Regions from separate parts of the Mus musculus genome. Here all the other regions are linked to region 1. The links are chromatin contacts, called in public HiChIP or PLAC-seq maps. All regions are on one chromosome and are shown on one strand. Each heading gives the region's core, a stretch centred on a gene start, on an enhancer-like site or on the middle of the called end of the contact. The rest is flanking DNA. Distances are from core to core; before and after follow the strand shown. Region 1 overlaps Tlk1 (tousled-like kinase 1). Region 2 overlaps Mettl8 (methyltransferase like 8). Region 3 overlaps Mettl8 (methyltransferase like 8).

The links. HiChIP or PLAC-seq counts read pairs in DNA pulled down with a chosen protein or histone mark.
Region 2: an H3K4me3 HiChIP or PLAC-seq map of bone marrow-derived macrophages shows a contact between it and region 1, with 4 times the contacts expected there. The contact joins two enhancer-like sites. A contact is called at or near these places in 4 of 115 datasets of contacts at active chromatin or transcription factors (bone marrow-derived dendritic cells, bone marrow-derived macrophages, embryonic stem cells and 1 more) and 2 of 9 other capture datasets (liver and pancreatic islet).
Region 3: an H3K4me3 HiChIP or PLAC-seq map of bone marrow-derived macrophages shows a contact between it and region 1, with 3 times the contacts expected there. The contact joins two enhancer-like sites. A contact is called at or near these places in 4 of 115 datasets of contacts at active chromatin or transcription factors (bone marrow-derived dendritic cells, bone marrow-derived macrophages, embryonic basal ganglia and 1 more) and 3 of 9 other capture datasets (adipose tissue, liver and pancreatic islet).

Annotation. Positions count from the first base shown.
Region 1 is chr2:70,747,956-70,750,655 of GRCm38.p6, reverse strand. Tlk1 (tousled-like kinase 1) reads left to right here. Exons shown (of 20, transcript NM_172664.3): 7 at 132-221; 8 at 1,329-1,421. Among named protein-coding and RNA genes, the nearest start is that of Gm38528, 45 kb to the right of the region's middle. Within about 2 kb of position 1,430, at least 5 of the 459 cell types and tissues checked have an H3K27ac peak or open chromatin away from gene starts, as enhancers often do. A contact at or near this core is called in bone marrow-derived macrophages, where this site is marked.
Region 2 is chr2:70,963,346-70,966,045 of GRCm38.p6, reverse strand. It overlaps Mettl8 (methyltransferase like 8), which reads left to right. Exons shown (of 10, transcript NM_145524.3): 10 at 367-1,485. The coding sequence ends at 530. Among named protein-coding and RNA genes, the nearest start is that of Gm39843, 42 kb to the right of the region's middle. Within about 2 kb of position 1,380, at least 96 of the 459 cell types and tissues checked have an H3K27ac peak or open chromatin away from gene starts, as enhancers often do. A contact at or near this core is called in bone marrow-derived macrophages, where this site is marked.
Region 3 is chr2:70,988,659-70,991,358 of GRCm38.p6, reverse strand. The region is part of intron 3 of Mettl8 (methyltransferase like 8); the gene reads left to right. Among named protein-coding and RNA genes, the nearest start is that of Mettl8, 66 kb to the left of the region's middle. Within about 2 kb of position 1,303, at least 59 of the 459 cell types and tissues checked have an H3K27ac peak or open chromatin away from gene starts, as enhancers often do. A contact at or near this core is called in bone marrow-derived macrophages, where this site is marked.

The sequences.
Region 1 (2,700 bases), core at 181-2,680:
AATGCTTGTTGAATGACTTAATGATGATTAAAAGTGTTTTAAAGGTATTACAAGATAAACATTTTCAGAAATGTTAAATAATTGTTGCTGAGTAGAAACTTTTATGGTAGAAATTTTACCCTAATTTTCAGGTTCGACCGAATAGCCCTTCTCCTACTGCATTAGCTTTCGGGGACCACCCTGTTGTACAACCAAAGCAGTTATCCTTTAAGATCACTCAAGTAAGTAATAGTTTTAAATTTTCCTATGACTTTTAGGAAAAAAATCTAGCCAGTTGTATTAACAATTAAAATGTTTATGGTTTGTTCTGTATATAATTGTAAAGCAAAATTAAACGCAAGAGCTGACTTACTAGACTACAACATTTACAGGATAAGAGGAACTGAAGCATTCAACTTAGCACCAGCTTGCCCTTTGCTACATACTTGAGCAGATGTCTCAGGCCGTAAAACAGTGTGTGTGTGTGTGTGTGTGTGTGTGTGTGTGTGTGTGTGTGTGTGTGTGTGTGCGTGTAGTCAGTATCTTCATAATGCTGCTGTGTTGGTTATAAATGAATACTAAAGTCATTTCAGTGTCTATATGTTTATACCACTATATCAAATTACTTAGATATATTAATGTCATTATTACTATTAATATTAATCAGTTTTATGAATTTTGAACACAGATCGTACGTTTTTGAAAGTTTTTTATTTCTGTTTTGCTTTCTGGTGCCAGGGATTGAATTTGGGCACCAGTGCAAGTATCAGGCAGATGCTCTGTGGCTAAACTGTACTCCTAGTTTACACCGCTATTCATTTATTGATTCATTCATTTAGTTAATGCTTTTTCAGACTTAAAATTGGAGAGTTGATCTGTTGATGGAACACCTTGACTCCATAACAGTATATTTTCTTTACTTTTCCTGGGTCGTGTCCAAACTGTTGTGTGTGGGCTGGGTGTGGTGGTGCATGCCTTTAATCCCAGCACTCTGGAGGCAGAGGCAGGTAGATCTTTAAGAGTTCAAGGTCAGCATGATCAAAACATACCCATCAGATAAATAGAAGCAGTCTTTACTTGTCAGTTGTAAACAGCTTAAAAGCTGGTTTTACAAAGCGAAAGTTAACACTCCTCAATATATATAGTGTGAACATTTGCATATGAGCTTTAATAAGTTGTATACAAGGTTTTCAGCATTTACACTTAAAACTACACTAAGATGTCTGGGGATGTCTTTTTACATACCACAAACTATTGTTCTCGACTGTTTGAAATTGGTAAAATCTGCCCTCACATTTATATATAGTGTATATAGTAGAGATAATAAAAAATATCTTTATTTCACTTAGACTGATCTTACAATGCTGAAATTGGCAGCATTAGAAAGTACTAAAAATCAAGACCTGGAGAAGAAGGAAGGCCGGATTGATGATCTGCTCAGGGTGAGTAATATGTCATGGGAAGGAGTCATGTGATTTAACTTGGCAGCAGTTAAACTATTGAGAAAATACTAAATACGACAGTGCTCTGTATTTAAAAACAATAAACTTTTTTGTGTATGTGATTGAAAATCTACTTTAGGGGCTCGAGATGGCTCAGTGGTTAGCCTCTGCAAGCAAGTACACATCTGTATACAGATATACACACTCCTAGTTAAAATAAAAGACAAATGTTGAAAATACCCACTTTAAAGTCAGAATAGGTGATTAGCTCTCTGAGTGTGAAATTGAGAAATTGTTGAAGAAATAGAAGTAGGTTTATAATTTTTTATTTGGTCATCTACCTCTAGTCAGATAACCCATTTCCTGTTGAATAGTTTATTGCTCTCTGCCTGACATCAGATACCATTACTGCCATAATCCTGTAAGATTTTTAATGGAAGCTTTATTTTTAAAAATAAATTAGGGTTGGCAAGGGAATTTGAACTGCTCTTCCGGCCCATTTGGGCACTCCATACATGTGCTTCACAGATATATATGCCAGCAAAAACACTCATATACACAGAAAGTAAATCTGAAAGTATGTAAGTAAATAAATCTAAGGTATTTGGCAAGTGGCTTTGCAGATAAAAGTGTTTGCTAAATTTGATCTCCAGAACCTACATAAACATAGGAGAGAACTGACCTCACAAAGCTGCAGCTTACACACACGTGCCATGGCTGTGCATCCATACATCATGCATGCACATACACAATACATTTAAAAACATTCCTAAAAGTATACTTAGAATGTGAGTGAGGCATAAAGCAAGATTTCTTTTCCCTTGCAATTCCTTAGGATCACCTACCTGATGGAAGTACTAATTTTGAATTCTCTCCCATGGAGTTCTGATTAAATTGATGTAGCTTGGATGTTGATAATTTTAAGAGCTTCTACCAACTATTGTAATTCAAGCCAACACTGTGAACCAGTAGCACCACAGCTTAATAGCACCAACATCTGTGACTCCATTGTAACCTTGGAACACTGCTCTGTCACAGCCCTTACTGCTAACCTACGCTTCTGGCATCAATGATACATGTCTTCATCATTACTTTTCTTTCCTTATAGTTGTGTGTGTGCATGCATGTGTGTATGTTGGTGTTGGTGCTGGTGATCAAACAAACCCAGGACCTCCCATATGCTAGGCAAAGTGCCACACCTCTGGACCGTATCCATAGCCACCTTTTCACTTTTTATTAGACTGGATGTTTCCTAGCTTTCTAGTTTTTAGGTTTTTTG
Region 2 (2,700 bases), core at 131-2,630, 220 kb before region 1:
AGGTGAACCGTGCGTTCAGGGATTTCTCCAAAGTTAATAGAGCCTTTTATAATATGTGATCTTGGATGATTTTAAGCAAAGGCTCAGAAAGGAGGCACATGTCAAAGTATGGAAAGCTGTAGCCACAGCTCGGCTCACAGTAACTTACCCTGATCAGGCTGACCCGTCCGTCCGTCAGCCTGTCTGTACTCGCAGTGTATGTGGGAATGAAGAGGCCCCACCTGGTGTTGTGGGTTTCCTTCACCCAGCTCTCTGCTTCTTGGTATAAGAGAATCGGATGAGCAGTCCTCCATGGTGTTCCATTGGGTCTCACCCCTCTCCCCCCCACCACATGCTATATCGTTGACTGCCACTCTTGTCTCAAAGGGGAAATCCGCCGTATGTTCTGCGAGGCTGGATTACACGAAAAGCAAAATCTGGTTGATCATCGCTTGCAAGTGAACAGGAAAAAGCAAGTGCAGATGCACCGAGTGTGGATTCAAGGAAAATTCCAGAAACCATCGCCCTGGACTCCACAGAGTGGAAATTAGCATTCACTGCATTCTCAGGACCGAACTATGTGTCATGTTAAAGTATGAACCCAGGGCCTGATACTGTTCAAAGACTTCTCTTCCAGAGATGAGCAGAAGAGCATCCGCAGCTCTGCTGGTCTGCTGTCAGTGCTCTCAGGACATTTTAAGAACAAGGATGTGACTTGAAAGAGTCTCCCACCCTCTGGGTTTCCAGAACTTGAAATGTATGTTTGGTTTTGTTTCATCTAACCATGTTCCCTTGAATTGTATGACTTTGAATTAAGAAGCGTATAGTTTTGAGAAATGTAACCCGTCCATGTTTTAGAAGTGGAAAAATGATCTACTTTATTGTTGAGTATGGTAAAGCAGTCAAACTGCCCTCTGCTGTCAGCCAGTAGCAGCGGCATAGTGTGCCTTGTTCTTGGGGGAACTCAGGATGAAGGGTTACTGTGTTTTGTTCTGTTCTTATCTATTTTCTCTCAAAACTCACCAACCACCACCACCACCACCACCACACACAAGTGTCTGAAATACAACCTTAGTTTCTCTTTCCAAAAAATGGGGAAGTGTGACCCTTGTTAACATCACTTCCGGGCTATTCTTAGATATGCAGATCATCTTTGAGACACTGTCTGTGCTGTGGTGGCCAGTTTTAATTGTCAACTTGACACACTCTAGAACCACCCAGGAAGAGTCTCAGATTGTCAGTTGTCTGTGAGATTGTCTTGATTGTATTAATTGATGTGGGAAGACTTGTCTACTGTGGGCAGTACCATTCCCTGGAGGTTGGACCCTGAACCAAGTAAGTGTGGGAAAAGGGAGCTGAGCACTGGCACACCAGTATTCATGCTCGCTCTTCTCCTGACCATGGGTGTAACCAGCTGCTTCAAGCTCCTGCCTCCTTGACTTCCTGCTGTAACTGGGTGGACTGTAGCTTGGAGTTGTGAGCTAAAATAAACCTTTTCTTCCAAAAGTTGCTTTTGTTGGAGTTTTGTTTTGTTTTGTTTTGTTTTGTTTTGTTTTTATGTGCATGGGGTTTGCCTGAATGCATGTCTGGGCACCACGTACATGCCTAGTACCTGCAGAGGCCATTGGTATCTCTGCCTGCAGAGAGCATCGGATCCCTACCTGAGTTATAGGTGTTTGTGAGCCTGTTGTATGACAGACTTTTCCTGAGAAGAGGCAATATACACTTGTCTACTCGCCCACAGTAGGGAGTCCATGACAGAACAAAGGATGGATACCACTAAAGTTCAATTTAGTGAACCAGTGAGTTTTATTAGGGTCATTTACAGGAATATGGATGAGGGGTTGCTTACAGGAGTAGAAATGACTCAAAGACAGCTGCATCACCAAAGTCAACCCCAGCATGGGTGACAGCTCACAAAAACTGGGAACCAGGAGCCCACTGCACAGCCTGCAGGCTGATTGGAGAGTGCCCTTTCCAGGTGCCTCAGTTCTAAGCCTCTTCCAGTAGCTCGGCTGGTCTCTGCTTCTTGGCATCTTGACTTGTCTGGAAGTGGTGTTTACTATTTATTCTGGGGAAGGAGGGGCCTAGTGAATTTAGTCAATTTTAGGGACTTCCTGCAGCTATTCTGAGTTATTTACTTTTTGTCTTAACTTTGAGAGCTAGACTGTTTCAATCTGGAAGGAAACCACTATACAACAGAGCTGTCATGTGGGGACTGGGTGTCTTCTTCTGGAAGAGCAGCCAGTCTTAACCCCTGAGCCATCTTGCCAGCCTCACTGTCAGGGTATTTTATCACTGCTAAACTAAAGCATTTATTCAATAAAATCCTCCTTAACCACTCGAAATGTATTTGTTTCCCTTGCTTCAGAAAGAAAATATGTTGGCTTGCTAATTGCCCATTGTAAAAAAACAGAGTCCCTAAAACAAGTCCCCCATTATATAGTGTTTACTGAATGCTTTCATTATATGTTATCGAAGTTTGGGTTCACAACTTGTGCCCCAAGTCAGGTCTGGTTACCCATCTTCAGTAAGCCAATTAAAAGAGCCAGACTAAAGTAGAAAATAGAAAAGGAGACTTATTCAGTGTGGACACATTGAAAAGATGGACAGAGAGATCAAGGGGACTCCCCCCAGGTTCAGTCTTTGGGGTTCTGAAGGTTTAAATAGAGACCTGAAGAAGCAGCCCTCTCAAGGTGTGGTCTCTGTAAGCCCTGATCT
Region 3 (2,700 bases), core at 54-2,553, 240 kb before region 1:
AAGTTTGCCGCTGGGCTCTCCATTCTCTGCCTCTCTGGTGCTGGGATGACATCCAGCTGTCATACCTCTTCTGTGAGTTCAGAGGAGTTGAATTCTTGCACAGCCAGCACCTTGTCCACTGAGCCATTTCCCTAGCCTGCACCATGTTTTATAAAGTTTTATTAGGACACGGATTTGTTCACTTGTTGACATATTCTCTGTGGTTGCTTTTGAGCTATTTGGTCCAAAGGAGACTGTAAATGTCACATAAATATCTGGGCAGTGGTGGCACAATCCTTTAATCCCAGCACTCGGGAGGCAGAGGCAGGTGGATCTCTGAGTTCGAGGCCAGCCTGGTCTACAGAATGAGTTCCAGGACAGCCAGAGTTGCACAGAGAAATCATGTCTTGAAAAACAAAAACAAATAAAAATAAAACAAACAAATCAAAAGACTAAATACCTATCAGGCAGTATATTGGAAGATTCTTCCAAAGCTAGAATTCTAGTGCTAGATTGACCAGATATGCAGAAACTCCCCAGGGAAAAATGCTCGTACTCCTCCCTGTAAGGCGCAGAGTGAACATCAGGAGAAGCACAGTTGAAATGATGTTAGCTTGCAGCTGCTGAAATCTGAAGCAAAGGTATCTGGGAAGGCTAAGAGAATGGGACAGCCCTCAGCCTTTAGCTGGCAAAGGAGCCAGTGCAACCAATCCTGCTCTCTGGAGTCATTGGTGGCCTATCGATTCCTCTGGCCTTGCTTGTTATTCCTTAGTGGTAGTTCTTCACCATCAGCATCAGTGTATCCTTGGGTGGACAGGAAAGACGAGCCCCTGACCCCAGTGGAATGACTCTATTTCTATGGGCTCTAGCCAGACAGACCTGGGGTGGAATACAGCCAGGGAGTGTTGAGGCTGGACTTGAGGACTCATCCCATGGCCAGTGCTGCCTTCCATCGGCCAGCACCACATTCCCTCACAGGAACTCTGTCACTGCTTCTGAGGAAGTATAACTTCACTTCTTTGCCAGCAGCTGCGTGGACATATTTTCCACATTACTCAAGCTTCTGCTAGTGGCCTCCTGAATACAGCAGAGCTTCCAGCCTGAACGATGTTCCACATTGTCAGTTGTTTTAATTTACTTCCAGGAAATGAAAACTCATTCATGCTATTATCTGCACATTATCCTAATAATATGAAAAGGCAGGGATTTTTAAAACTCCCTTTTGAATGTTTGTGTTCCGAACTTAAATAGAGCAGGGCTGATCATGTTAAAGTTCTCTGTGCATGGCCGCCCACTTTGTCCTATTTGAGCTAACAATGAACTTGAGCGCAGCTAATGAGGAGGTTATTTTAGAGCCTCAGAAACCGCAGTAAAGGAAAAGGACGGTTCCCACAGAACCACAGTGGGACCAAAATAGAAAGGTGGTGACGGGCCACTCCATAGAAGAGGAAAGACAGGAGCAAGGAGGTGCTGGCACCACTCTGAGGTGCCTGCTTTGCCATTGCTATGACAGCCCTTTCTAAGTGTTTCTTCTGGCTACTGTGAAGATAAAGAACTAAAGATTCCATTTCAGAATGACTCAAAGAAATAGAGATTTGTTCTGGGTCACCTCTGCATCCCGCCACTCAGTGCACCGGGCGCCACGGTGTCAGGGGACCACTGCAGGAAAAGACTTGAGTTATACGGAGGATATCTTGTATTTAAAGCAAGGTGGTGAGTGCAGAGAGGGCTAAGCTCCCAGTGGGTAACAAGGAAGGAAACTGTGGTCTGAGGAACATCAGTGAATGGCAGCATGTCTCAGGGACAGCCACACAGCAGTCTCTGCTAGGATCGCAGACCCCACTCAAGTCTTGGGTGAGGCTTCTCATTCGCTGCGTTATCCCTCTGATGAGTCAGTATGGGTCAAGGTAAATAGATCGTTCTGCTCTGCTTCCAGACTTAGTGAGAACCCGACAGAAGCTTTGACCTCTACACCAGCTTTCCTTATCTAAGAGAGTCCCTGAGTGTTTGAAAGAGCCAGCGCTCTGGCATCACAAAGTCTGCAGAGCAGGCACACTGCTATTGATCCTATCTCCTTTATTAAGCCCCTGGGAGGAACACTGCTTATTCTTCCAGCTAGCCAACCCTGTCACATTTCTTCTGCTCCCTGTATGTCACTCTTCCTTCTCCCACTTTTCACCTATTGTCAGAGCTGTTGGTGAGAACAGAAGTTAGAAAAACACACTCACAATCTGAAAATAAGATCGCCTACATGACAGATAATCACTTTTTGCTGTTGAATGACCCAGCCTCGTTTGCATAATGAGAATGTATAGCACCCAGGCTCCAGTTAGCAATATTTCCTTCAATTAGATTGCCCAGACTAATGACTTTTAATTCCATGTTTTCTTTTCCTAATTACTTTTCAATTTTATTATAGCTCATATTTCTTTTAAAACCAGGTTAACCCAGAGAAATAAAAAAGATATAATCAGTGTTTCTTGAGTAAACATGATTATATTTTATAATCTCCTTAAAAAGATCTCCAGTGTGCTATATGTCAGCTGGTCGTACAGCAAATGTAAAGGTTTTTTAAAACTTACAACAGCAGCTGCTGTATGCACTTTAAAATATCTTTGTAAATGAAGTCCTACCTAGGGTAGGTTAGCTACATTAGGCAGATGATGAAAGAATGTATCCTTGTGTTGTGAATACCTTACCACTGAAGAGAATGTTCTATAT